2 separate regions of the Zea mays genome follow, and region 2 is linked to region 1. Evidence: chromatin contacts called from public Hi-C data. All regions are on one chromosome and are shown on one strand. Each heading gives the region's core, a stretch centred on a gene start, on an enhancer-like site or on the middle of the called end of the contact. The rest is flanking DNA. Distances are from core to core; before and after follow the strand shown.

Region 1 (5,946 bases), core at 1,954-4,453:
CGATGCTGTTAGTTGGTGCAAGAATCTGAATGATTCCGGAAAACAATGTGCAGTACAACTCCTTGCAGGCTAGCAGGCGCAAGTTGTTCAAATTCTAGTCCCAGGAGAGCTGTGACAGCAGCAAGACGGGGTCCAGTCAGATACTCTTCCTCCGAGATCCAAATCTGGATCGAATAGATTATCAGATTTGCTCTCTCTCTCGCGCGCGCACACACAAAAACGCCAGGTAGAAAACTGGAGGACATCTGGACATCTTTTCAAATTCCAAACCTATCTCTGGTAGCTTAAGGTTATTTCGTTCTGCAGAAAGCATTTTTTTTTCATATGAACTTCTGGATGCTGTTATAAAACAAAAAACAATGTGGTCAAATCTATCTGTTCCCAAAAAAAAAAAACTGTTCAGTCTTAATTGTCTCTGGCAGCAGCGTATACTATGTTAGTATTATCATATCATTGTATGCTTGCATGAATACAAATCTGCACTGAACCTAGACTGCCTTTGGACATGATCTAGGATGAGAAGTTCAGCTGTTTTGCTGGTGACAGTGTATATATATATCATCAAGAGAAACATCTTCTGAGTGCTAGAATTACTCCACAAGAGCCAGGGAACCAAATTAAAGAAATAAGCGGCACATGCTTGCATGGTGCCCTTCTATAGACGAGAATCCAATGACTGCCACAATACCGAGTGTTCATCAGAAGAGGCCAACTTCCAACCTGGAGAAATCAGAATTATGAGGTATACTCGCTCTTATCATAAAAAAAAAAAAACTCGACCGTGGAAGAAAAAACCGTTCTCCCGATATTGATATTATATTAAGAAGAGACAGAAATATGGCTCCCCATCACTAGCGTGCCGTCATCGTTCACTCTACAACGGTCCAGCTAGAGGGTGGTGCGCAGGACGTAACCTTGAGAGCGGGTGGAGCACAGCAAAGATTTTTTTAACCAAACCCGAGATTCGCTTCCAAGGGGGATCGAACCGGGACCTAAAGGCGCTAAACGAGAGCCTTAACCATTAGCCCTTTCACCTCACTCTTATCATATCCATGTACAGATATATAGTAGGTGTTTACCTAAAGGCGTCGTTTTAGTCTGCCACAGGTGATGCTGAAATTGCTCAACAAGCTAGCGATCCAAAACCAGTAACAGTCTAACAGAAAGCCTACCGAAGCAACTCTAATGTCAGCTGTACTTTCTGGGTCTGGGAAGTGTTAAATTATGTGTTAGCTTCGACCTCTATATTCTCGGTTAATGGGAATCAAGAATGTACAGCAGTATGCTGAAAGCTGAAGTCACTTTCTTGTTTTTTAGTGAACCTGAAGACTGTCCGAAGTTCAGCGCATCAGCTTGAGCTTCATTTTCATTGTTGAATCTTGTGATTCTTGCAGAATCAGTAGAAGCTGCTAGCTGACAGACAAAACATCATGGAAAACAGACTGTCGTCAGTGTACCACTTTCACAGTGAGATAATTTGATTTCCCCCCACCAATTGACAGTGGAAAGGCTAGAAGCTAGCCGACAAGTGCATAGGTAATCATAGGCTAGAACACGACTCTGAGTGAACATCTTCTAGGAAATCTATCCGAAAGGACTTCAGGATTTATTAAACTACAATTCCATGTCGCGAAAAGCCTAGGTTTTACTGGAGACGTATGATTTGTACTTCGACTGCTTTCCTCTTAATGAGAAACGTACAAAAAAAAGAGAGCTACAGGTTCCTTTATGGCAGCAGTGATGAATGTATTGCACAGGTTGGGTGAGAACCAAGCAGCATTTGATGCGGCGGCTCCCTTGGAACAGGAGTAGTAGGGGAGAAAAGACAGAGATGGGTGGTAGCGAACGGAGAGCTGTAGAGCCGGCCGGCATGATTGCCAGCAAAGGTGTGCAGCCTGGACGTACTGGAGATCACAAGCCAGTGAAGCCACAGCCGGCCTGCATGGACGCTGTTCTTCTGTGACTGCCAGCCCGCTCAACACATGGTTTGCAGTGCACTAGGGTTGATGGTCCTGTGTGTTTCTGATGCCTGCTGCATCTCCATGCCTCTCAACAAGTTTGGTCTCATGTTTTGCATGAGATCTGCACTGAACGGGGGAGCGGGGAGAATGAAAGGCCGCAAGATTGAAACGACAAGACACCAAAAACTCCCTTCTGCCTCCTCCTGCTGTCCTGTGCCCGCTGCATCTGAAGTTTTCTGCGTCACCGGCCAGAATCCCATTGCCATTGACGTGCAGACAGGCACATACATACTGTGTGCATTGCCCCCTTGGGAGCTGCAGCCTGTAAGATTGATCCAGCAGTGGTGAGTGGTGACCAGAGAATAGGCTGCGACACTGGTATCTGCTGTCTGATCATGGACGCAGAGCAGCATAGGCCCGGGTGCCAGCCAATGGGGCCTGCAGCCTGCTAGATGTGTGTGGGTGCCGACGTGCAGTTGGGCATGAGATATTTAGGATTGTACGCTGGTCAAAGCGATGGCCTGACGCAGCAGCGTATGAATATTGATCATTTGGTTTGGGTACTACTATACAGTAGCTGCATCCGACGGGTCAGGTCACATGGATGCATTGTACCAGTAGCACGACCTCTCTCTCTCTAAAAAAAGAGAGAATGTAATTAGCATAAATCGGTCTTCTACCTTAGCAGGGACTTAGGCTATCTTTTATCAGATACTTTATCTCATTCCCTATTTCAAGCTATACTCCGCAACCAGTGTTATTAAAGTTTTGCGTATCTTATTTTACACTAGGACCTAGAGAGAGTCTTAGGACCAACAACTATGTAGTAATGTAGCTCCTCTAGCTAGCTCAGGTAGCCTCACTCTTTTAGGCTTTACTGTATTTTCAGTTCATCAGATTGAGACATACCAGCAGCTGTCTTAGGCATTGTCGAAAAAACATAAACATTGAATTTACACTAGCAAACAAAACATTGAAAAACAAAACCTTGGGAAAATCAGGAGGGGGGCAGAGACCGATGTTTGGCGCTGCGACGGGGCGGTTGCGGCAGCCGGGTCCTGCACTCCTGCGGGCTGCGGGAGAGTGGAGAGCGCGTGGAGACACCGGGCGCCATACAGATGAGACGGCGCGGCCGCGTCGGCGCGCAAAGTCTCCCCCGCCGCGCCGGAGGGCGGAGGCGAGGACTGCAGAGAGAACATACGGCTTGGCCCAGTAAGGAATACAACCCATACTATGTGGTGGGCCGGCAAATGTGACGCAGTAAGGACTGTTGACTGTTCACTGTTCAGCTTTTGAACGACAAAGCTAAGTCAAAAAATGGGTAGATGGGTTGATTGGGTTCCATTGATGGGTTTTTTATTGTTCTGGGATACCAATTCGTGTCGATGGATTTGGTTAGCAAAAGATAAGTCTTATTTTTATCTTGTTAGGCAAGGGGAGAAAAATAGAACTATACGTGTAGGATGGTGAAACTTGTGCGATATGATAATAAAGATGCTTAGACAATGGGTTAGATTAGGAAAATATAAGAACTTTGTTTAATAAAATGAGCAATAATAGAAATCAGGAAAATTGATAATTTATAGGAGCAGAGATAAGAGTAAGTTTTTTTATGATTGACGTGGGGGTAAAGTTTTTCTAGCTGTTGGGGCCTTATAGCAACTCCAATAATTATATAAATTTTATTTTTCTAAATCACAGATTTAAGAAGTTGCTAAATAATTTAAGAGTAAAAAATATGAGTTCTCCAATAGTTCTCTAATTATAGGTTGTAGTTATGTTTTATATCTATCCACATCAAAAAAATAAAAAATGTCATCAGTTACCTTTATTATGTACATAATGCAGTCAACATTTTTTATTTAGGAAATTGCTAAATGGTTGCCAAATACAAAGAGGAAATAAGGTTTGATAAGAAGTTGCTAAATCTAGAAAGTTTATTTAGAGAAATGTTAGAGAGAAGTTTAACTATCTAAATTATTGATTTAGAAAGTTTTTTTGTAGGCAATGATATTCACTAAACTTTCTGTAGAAAATCATCTGGCCTGTTCGACGATTATTGCAAAAAATATGGACATCAATATTTGCTTTGCTTCATCGTATCATTTCCAAAGCAACGAGCAGGCTGTGGACGAACGCAGAAATTCTCTGGGCCCTTAAGATCGAGACAAATAATTACCTCAACAAATACGACGTTAAGTGGACCGTGTAAGTAAAATAGACCTTATGAGCCGTTATGTTTAGATTTCAGTGTTTCATGAACAACATTGATCATTTGAACTAATATATTTTTACTAGTATACATGGTATAATTCAAATGGATGAAAGGTGAACTTATACTTAGGCAAAATCATTTGTTGAATGATCAACACCTAAAATAAAATAATATAAACCAAGGTTTAAAATAGTGGGCTATGCAAAATAGCGGCATCATTTTTTAGGCTACGTCGTAGCTATAGCAAATAGCAAATTTATAAAAAAACATAAAAAAATATTTATAATTTATGAAAAAAAGCAATAAGTCAAGATATATGACTAAGAGCAATATGTTTCCAAGGGTATTTAAGACTAGGGACATTAACACATGATTCATGGGACTGAAGACTTCAATAACACAGTTAGCCATTGTTTAGTTAGTTGCACAACATGATAATTAATAGGTTTGCTTAGTTCTCAAATACTAGGACAGTTCACCAGCTTACCAACATGGTAGCAACACAATACCATGATTTAGTATATAACAAAAAACTTATTAGTGCAAGCGAATGCATATTAGTGCTGTCGGGGACCATAATTAGGGGTACCCTCAAGACTCCTAATTCTCAGCTGGTAACCTCCATCAGCACAAAGCTGCAAAGGCCTGATGGGTGCGACTAAGTCAGGAATCGGTCCATTCGAGGGACTCGACCACACCTCGCCCGAGCCCAGCCTCGGGCAAGGGCAGCCGACCCCGGAGGATCTACGCCTCGCCCGAGGCCCCCTTCAGCGACGAACATACTTTCGGCTCGCCCGAGGCTCAATCTTCGCCAAGAAGCAACCCTGGCCAAATCGCCACACCAACCGACTAAATCGCAGGGGCATTTAATGCAAAGGTGGCCTGACACCTTTATCCTGACGCACGTCCTCCAGTCGACAGAGCCAAAGTGACCGCAGTCACTTCACCGCTCCACTGACCGACCTGACAGAAGGACAGCGCCGCCTGCGCCGCTCCGACTGCTGTGCCACTCGACAGAGTGAGGCTGACAGGCAGCCAGGCCCGGCCTCAGGCACCGTAGGAAACTCCGCTTCGCCCGACCCAGGGCTCGGACTCGGGCTCAGCCCCGGAAGACGGCGAACTCCGCTCCGCCCGACCCAGGGCTCGGACTCGGGCTCAGCCCCGGAAGACGGCGAACTCCGCTCCGCCCGACCCAGGGCTCGGACTCGGGCTCAGCCCCGGAAGACGGCGAACTCCGCTCCACCCGACCTAGGGCTCGGACTCGGGCTCAGCCCCGGAAGACGACGAACTCCGTTTCGCCCGACCCCAGGGCTCGGACTCAGCCCTGGCCTCAGCCGACGGTCTCCGCCTCGCCCGACCCAGGGGCTCGGACTCGACCTCGGCCTCGGAAGACAGACTCGACCCCGACCTCGGAGGAGCCTCCACATCGCCCAACCTAGGGCACGGACCGACCACGTCAACAGGAGGCGCCATCATTACCCTCCCCCAAGCTGACTCAGGCTACGGGGAACAAGATCGGCGTCCCATCTGGCTCGCTCCGCCAGACAAGTAATGATGGCGCCCCGCACACTCCATGACGACGACGGCTCTCAGCCCCCTTACGGAAGCAAGAGGACGTCAGCAAGGACTCGACAGCCCCGACAGCTGTCCTTCCGCCAGGCTCCAGCGCTCCTCCGACGGCCACGACACCACACGAACCGGGTGCCAAAACCTCTCCGACTGCCATGATGGCATGTACTTAGGGCGCAAGCTCTCCTCCGCTAGACACGT
Region 2 (6,567 bases), core at 862-3,361, 190 kb before region 1:
TATTTTTTTTCCGGCTGAATTCATGTTATATATCTACTACTACAGCTAGTACGAGTAACAATGTATGCCACTCAGATGGCGTATGTTTAATGGCAGTCATAATTTTTCCATCATTTGTTGCCGGACCTGGATGGCAGTTAGATTGTATGCTGTAGTCTTTCTGAAATGCTGTGCTAGCAAAAACCTAGCTGATAGTTTGCTGAATCTGGGGGACAGCATGTTCTTATCCAGTAGGTACTTGAGCTATGGGTTATCACGTCTTGGCAGGTTTCATGACTTTTATTATTATTACCAGGTAAATGCACGTGTCGAGCGGCAGGCATTTCTGGTCTTTCGATACACATCGTGCAAGTTAAGGGCTCCTTTTGGATTGAATGATTATTTCCTGAATCCTACGTTTTTTTCTGTCCTTTTAAACTAAATCCTGTAAAATCACTATATTGATCCTGTGAAATTCTAACGCCCTAACTTTTAAAAGCTAGTCTGCTTGAAACTGAGACTGTTTGGATCCATAGATTATAAAAACTGAGATAAACATTTATTATTAATAAAATCAGTATAATGTTTCCATTCTTAGATTTTTCTTTGCTATAGAGAAAAGTAAGAGGCATAATAGTCATCTGATGTATAGAATGAAGCTAGTTCCATTATCCTACCTGATTATGGAATTTAGAAGCCTGTGGGTTTCAAAATGAAGCCCTACCATATCAAAAAGTCAGATTGTACATCTTAATAATTTCATGGTGATGGTGTGGATGCAATAAGATTTGAACATCTTCCCGATCACCACCGATTCAGAAACCATACGTCGCTGATCCTACTACGATCAGGCAGGGTCCTCCAAATCGGAACTGTACTTGTTGGCTACCTCAACAAGCATGTCCGAGAGGTCCGCTGGCTTGGAGAGCATGGGCATATGGTCGGCTCCCCGCAGGCCCCTCACCTCGGCGCCGGGGCTCCACGAGGCCATGCGCCGCTGGAACTCCGCCGACCACGACGCGTCGTCCTCGGCAACGACGCACACCCGCCTAACGGCGCCGTACCTGCCCGCCGTCAGCCCGTCATCCCTCCTCAGCGTCGCGTCGTCCTCGAACCATCGAGACGGCCTCACCATCGCCATTGCCAAGGTCAGGTCCTGCACGCATCGCACCTGCACCCGTCAGGTATTGTAGGAACCAGCTGCCGTGTCGCTGTCGCCATTGTTTGCCAGTCACCTATGAGTGAGTATATAACCGACCTCAGGAGGGCTGAGCTGGTACAGTCTCTTGGCCAAGTACTCTGGCCCTAGCAGAAGTGTCTCCACCGGATGCTCAGGTTCGCTGCCGGTGCTGTATATGCAGTCCATGTAAAAATCTGGCCCTATTTCTCGCGAAAACTGGCACAGTAATGGTTAAGCAGCTCGATCAAGCAACGTCCTTAGTTTTGTTTTGGTGGTGTGCTCAATTATACCCTTAGTCGTGTTTTTTCTCAACTGTGCCCTTCTAATACTATAGAACAGAAGTGTACAGCTGAGAAAAAACACGACTAAAGGTATAAGTGAGCACACCACCAAAACTAAAGACACTAAATAAAAAAAACTCAACAAAGAAAGGACATGACTATTATATTCTTCATTCAAAAGACGAAAGGGTGAAAAATAAACAAAAGGGCAAGAACAATGGAACACGGATCGGAGGCGTACCTCTTGCAAGACGAGCGCCATGGGCTTGCCGGCGGCGGGCATGGCGGCCGAGACGAACACCGCGACGGCGACTCGTTCAGGGTACCTCTCCATGGCCAGCGCGAGGCTCTGGCCGCCGAAGCTATGGCCGACGAGGACCGCTCGCTCCCCGGGCGGAAGCGCTCCCACCGCGTCCAGGAGCGGGCGGCTGTAGTCCTCGAAGGACGCCACGTCCTCGCCGCGCACGGGGCTGGCGCCGCACCCCGCCATGTCGAGCGCCGTGACGCGGTGGCCCGCGGAGGCCAGGAGCGTGGCCACCTTGTACCAGCACCACGCGCCGTGGCAGGCGCCGTGCACCAGCACGAAGTGGTGCTGGTGCTGCGGCGGCGGCCCCTTGCCGCTCTCCTCCTCCGTTGTCGTCGTCCCTGAGCTCATGGCGAGGGTGTCAACGCAGCTCGGCGAGAAGAATACAAGCAAGAGCTGGTGGACTGGTGTCTGGTGGTGCCTTTTTTTGCTTAATTATTATATACACACACACGCAACGCAGGAATCTCATGCCATACACATGCAGCCAAAAACAAATCCATATACGCTGCAGGTTCATTCCTTTCACTCGTCGTTGGGCTACCGTCTACCGAACATATAAAGATGAGCGAAGTTTGTTTAGATGTTAAAAGCTCAACGAGAACACAATTCAAGTCTGTGCAGACCGTCAGGACAAATTATGGCTTCGGTGGGTTTGAAAGCCCGAAATATTATAGGGGAATGTTTGTATCCATGTACGAAACTTTAATGAAATACTAACGCAAATAGAGAGCTAAGATAGTGTTTTTTTGCAAGTTCTAAAGCTTAAGACCATGTTTCAATTTAAAAAGATAAACTTTAGCAGCTTTTTTAGCTACTTTTAGCCATTTGATGATTTAAACAGGAGAGCTAATGGTGATATGATAAAATTTATCACATATTATCTCATAAACTGCTTAAGGGGTGCTAAAAGAAGCTAAACATGGGCTAGGGAATCTTATTTTCCAACCATACCATCTAACCGTATTCTCTCTCCGCATTAGAGGCATGTGTCTTTTTATTCCAATATGCTAAATTTTATTAGAGTAGTCCAAACATCCAATGAGCAAACATCCAATGAGCTAAACTTTAGCTCTTCAATTTATACTAGTATGGTGCCCGTGCGTTGCTACGGTTTTTCTTTATTCATATCCGAAGGAGCATTGCTACGATTTTTCTTTGTTCATATACAAAGGAACATTGCTCAATCTAAATCCGAATTAATGTAGAAAAATCTAGTTCCTAGACCAAATAAGTAGCACAAACATCAACTTTCAAATCCGATCGAACATATTGGTGATGTGCTCGTACGTTGTCATAGAATGTTGTCACAGAAGTTAAAAATTAATATAAAATATAGATACGGAACAACAAACATCATTATGATATGCAAAATCCGTGTGACAAAATCACTGTAAATATCATACAAGGGTAGTATGTAATATTATTATAAATATACTAGTATGGTGCCCGTGCGTTGCTACGGTTTTTCTTTGTTCATATCCGAAGGAGCATTGCTACGATTTTTCTTTGTTCATATACAAAGGAACATTGCTCAATCTAAATCCGAATTAATGTAGAAAAATCTAGTTCCTAGACCAAATAAGTAGCACAAACATCAACTTTCAAATCCGAACGAACATATTGGTGATGTGCTCGTACGTTGTCATAGAATGTTGTCACAGAAGTTAAAAATTAATATAAAATATAGATACGGAACAACAAACATCATTATGATATGCAAAATCCGTGTGACAAAATCACTGTAAATATCATACAAGGGTAGTATGTAATATTATTATAAATATATAATATTGTTATAAATATGTAATATTGTTATAAATATGTCGACTTAAATAGAATGATATGATGTGGAACAAATATTATAATATCATACAAACTATTTAAAAAATTAATATAGAATTTTAAATGATAGGAAAATATATCAACAATTGTATATTAATCTAATCTTTTTAGCGATATCGATAGAAATTACGAAGTGTTGGAGGCTACCATTGTTTTTTGTCCATGAGTCGAGGGTGCTGGGAACTCAATCATGGCCAATATGCTCCCCCAAGGAGAGCACCACTGCTTCTTGGTCAACGCCGGCGATGGTCACCTCTTTTGGGTCATAGACATGCAGGGAGAAAGCCTTCAAGGTAGGAACCACTATGTTCTCCATCAATCCCGATGGATATGGGAGTTTGGACCATGTCATCCCTGATGATACTTGCCTCCACACTGCATTGTAGCCGAGTAGCCTAGAAGAGTATGAAGTCGCCTACATTCACAAATACATCACCAATATATGTTTTTCAGATACATGTAGGGCTCAATGTTTTATCAACTCGTACAAAGCAACACTCAACTCTCCCGGGCTTGTCAAAAATATGATATCACCATGGCTTCCTCTCCTGTGTTTATGTCCATCGTCTGTCACGACCTCTAAACCAATTGTATCAAATGTTATCCCAAAAATTCTCGAGAAGTCACCATGATGGAACATATTAAAATGGTTGTAATGGCAAATAGAGACGTTAAAAAGTTGCTCCCACACTGGCATATCAGATCTAGCAACTGCCCAACAAGGTTTCAGCACTTCCATTGATCCACTCACGATAATCTGCTCTTTACTACCATTTCGACCAACAACCAACACCAAAAGATCACTATCACCCAACACTTGTGCAAGTGGATGCCCCCAACAATAAACAAAAACATTGTTGCAGTTGCAGCTAGCAAACGAGAAACAAATGCTCAACCCAATGCACGTCAATCACCTTAAAAGTAATAGCTACAGAAGGCGACATTTTACTTATATTTTGCAGAGTAGCATTTTCAGTGTGAGCATTCATAAAAGTTGATGAAGTGGGACACTAAAATAAGAATTCATGAACGAAATAGTACTGATTGCACGCAACCGAAATTGTAGTTGGTTAGCAAAGATTATATGCGCAAAGTACCCCTGTTACCAGCCGATAAAGAAAAGATACATGATATATAGGAACATAGTTGAGATAGCATTGACTAAAGCTACAAATTCCAAAAGGCAGCAGCGAAAAAAGATGCAGCCCACAACTTCACTTAGTAATATTGGCAAGAGTGGTCGAGTGGGGGAATTAATGCGCCCTTAATTATAGGATTCTGTTTTTCCTAACGCAATTCTAACCCATTTTGCCAATTCCTACCCTACACATCGATGACTTGAAAAAACACCCCCCTCAAAAACTTGGTTGCCATCCGAAATAAACTGACATGTAATGGCCTTCATGTGATGTGCTAGAGTTTCAAAATGTCTAGTGCTACAAAAAAAGGACAATAGGTAAATTATGGCAGTATAGGGAGACAATCGACCTTGCAAGGGCAAAGACACATCAATCACTCTCATGATATAATTGTCCAAGCAACTGATGACATGAACCCCACTGTCACACATGCAAAAGTATTCAATCATGGACATGTTAATTGCACCAAGAGTTTGGATTGAGTTAATGCACCTGCATGTTATTGTTGTTCTCGTCATCATCACATGCTCACAAGGCGTAATATAGTCGACGCAGGTGAATTTGGCTTGGACTTATTTTACCATACCTTTTTTACTGGCAGTAACGAACCAATGACTGTCGACATTAAACTCCTCATCTAGCAATCAGAAAATGACAGTTTTATAATAATTGGAATGCAACTGGGAGATCTAGATCGAGACGGTTTTAGCTAGCCTTCTGCTTAGTGCGATGCAAAGGTTGCCATCATGCTAGTAATGAGTACTAATGTTACAACAAATGAAAATAGTGAAAGAGTACTTGGTGTTGCTCTTTGATTAATGCTCTCCATGCACTTGCAGTAAAAACACATACTTGACAGTTTACCATGCATGTCTAATTTAATTACCTTGCGGTAAGGCACATGAGCTCTGCTCCGGTAGTATAAAACATAGAGCAGCACTGGATCCATGACCAAAATAAGCCCCATGCGTAACTCCAATATAAATTTGTGCTATCCTTAGATATTGGGAAAAGTCTATTTGACCCTCTTCGTACAGATGGAAAAGAAATTATGTAAATGATAAAAAAAGCTAACCTAGGAATTCACCTCTCCTTCCATTTAGTATTCAGCTAAGTCATAAGTGCCTAATTGGCCACCAAACTTTAAATTTGTCACGGGAATAATACAAAAGTATTAATTTGGATATCACACAGTCATACAAATCTAGCAGTAGTAGAACCCGTAGTTAACCCTATCATGACAGAATCGTACCAAAGCTAGCACAATATCAGGGTAAAAAACTGAGGCCACCAGATGTCAAACATGGGCATGTTCGTGGCGGAGATGAGCAGCAACTCATACCAGCTGTTGGGCATGTCGGAGCGGGGCATGCTGCCTGTCTTCTTCGCGCGACATGATAGCTAGATATTACTAACTTGTCACCAGAAGTCTGGTGATAAGAAACTTAGTATTAATTTTGGTTTTCAATTCTTTAAATGTCTCTGCAAAATCATAATCAACTGTGTATGGACGGTGAATGATAGCATCTATATATGTTCAAATACATATTTATGGTACATCACATAAAGGAATATGCTAGTGAGTATTTGTATCTAGGACCCACTTTCAAGAATCAAATGCACCAACTCTGTAGAAGTCTAGCTCAACCTACTCAGAAGCTTGAATGTCCTCTGATCCGAAGAAACTGAAATGGAGTAAAAAGTTTCAAGGGCACCTAAAGTACAATTGTTAGATTATATCCCCAAGTGCAAAATTAGTAAAGGTTAGTTTGTGGTTAATGTCACTGCTTTTCCTTTGCAACTATTGCTGAGAAACTGTTTTCAAACTCTTATTTTAAA

Evidence for each region. Hi-C and Micro-C count contacts between places; a contact is called where the count stands out from the background.
Region 2: a contact with region 1 is called in a Hi-C map of ear, with 2.5 times the contacts expected there. The contact joins the promoter of LOC100382663 here to the promoter of LOC109941936 in region 1. A contact is called at or near these places in 2 of 25 Hi-C or Micro-C datasets (ear and leaf).

The regions. Positions count from the first base shown.
Region 1 is chr8:165,704,154-165,710,099 of Zm-B73-REFERENCE-NAM-5.0, reverse strand. It overlaps LOC109941936, which reads right to left and starts at 3,203. Exons shown (of 2, transcript XR_004852194.1): 1 at 2,978-3,203; 2 at 479-720.
Region 2 is chr8:165,891,096-165,897,662 of Zm-B73-REFERENCE-NAM-5.0, reverse strand. LOC100382663 (methyl esterase 10) reads right to left here and starts at 2,111. Exons shown (of 3, transcript NM_001175387.1): 1 at 1,682-2,111; 2 at 1,238-1,375; 3 at 641-1,135. The coding sequence starts at 2,095. The coding sequence ends at 827. It overlaps LOC100194395 (mitochondrial thiamine diphosphate carrier 1), which reads left to right. Exons shown (of 8, transcript NM_001139426.1): 8 at 1-111.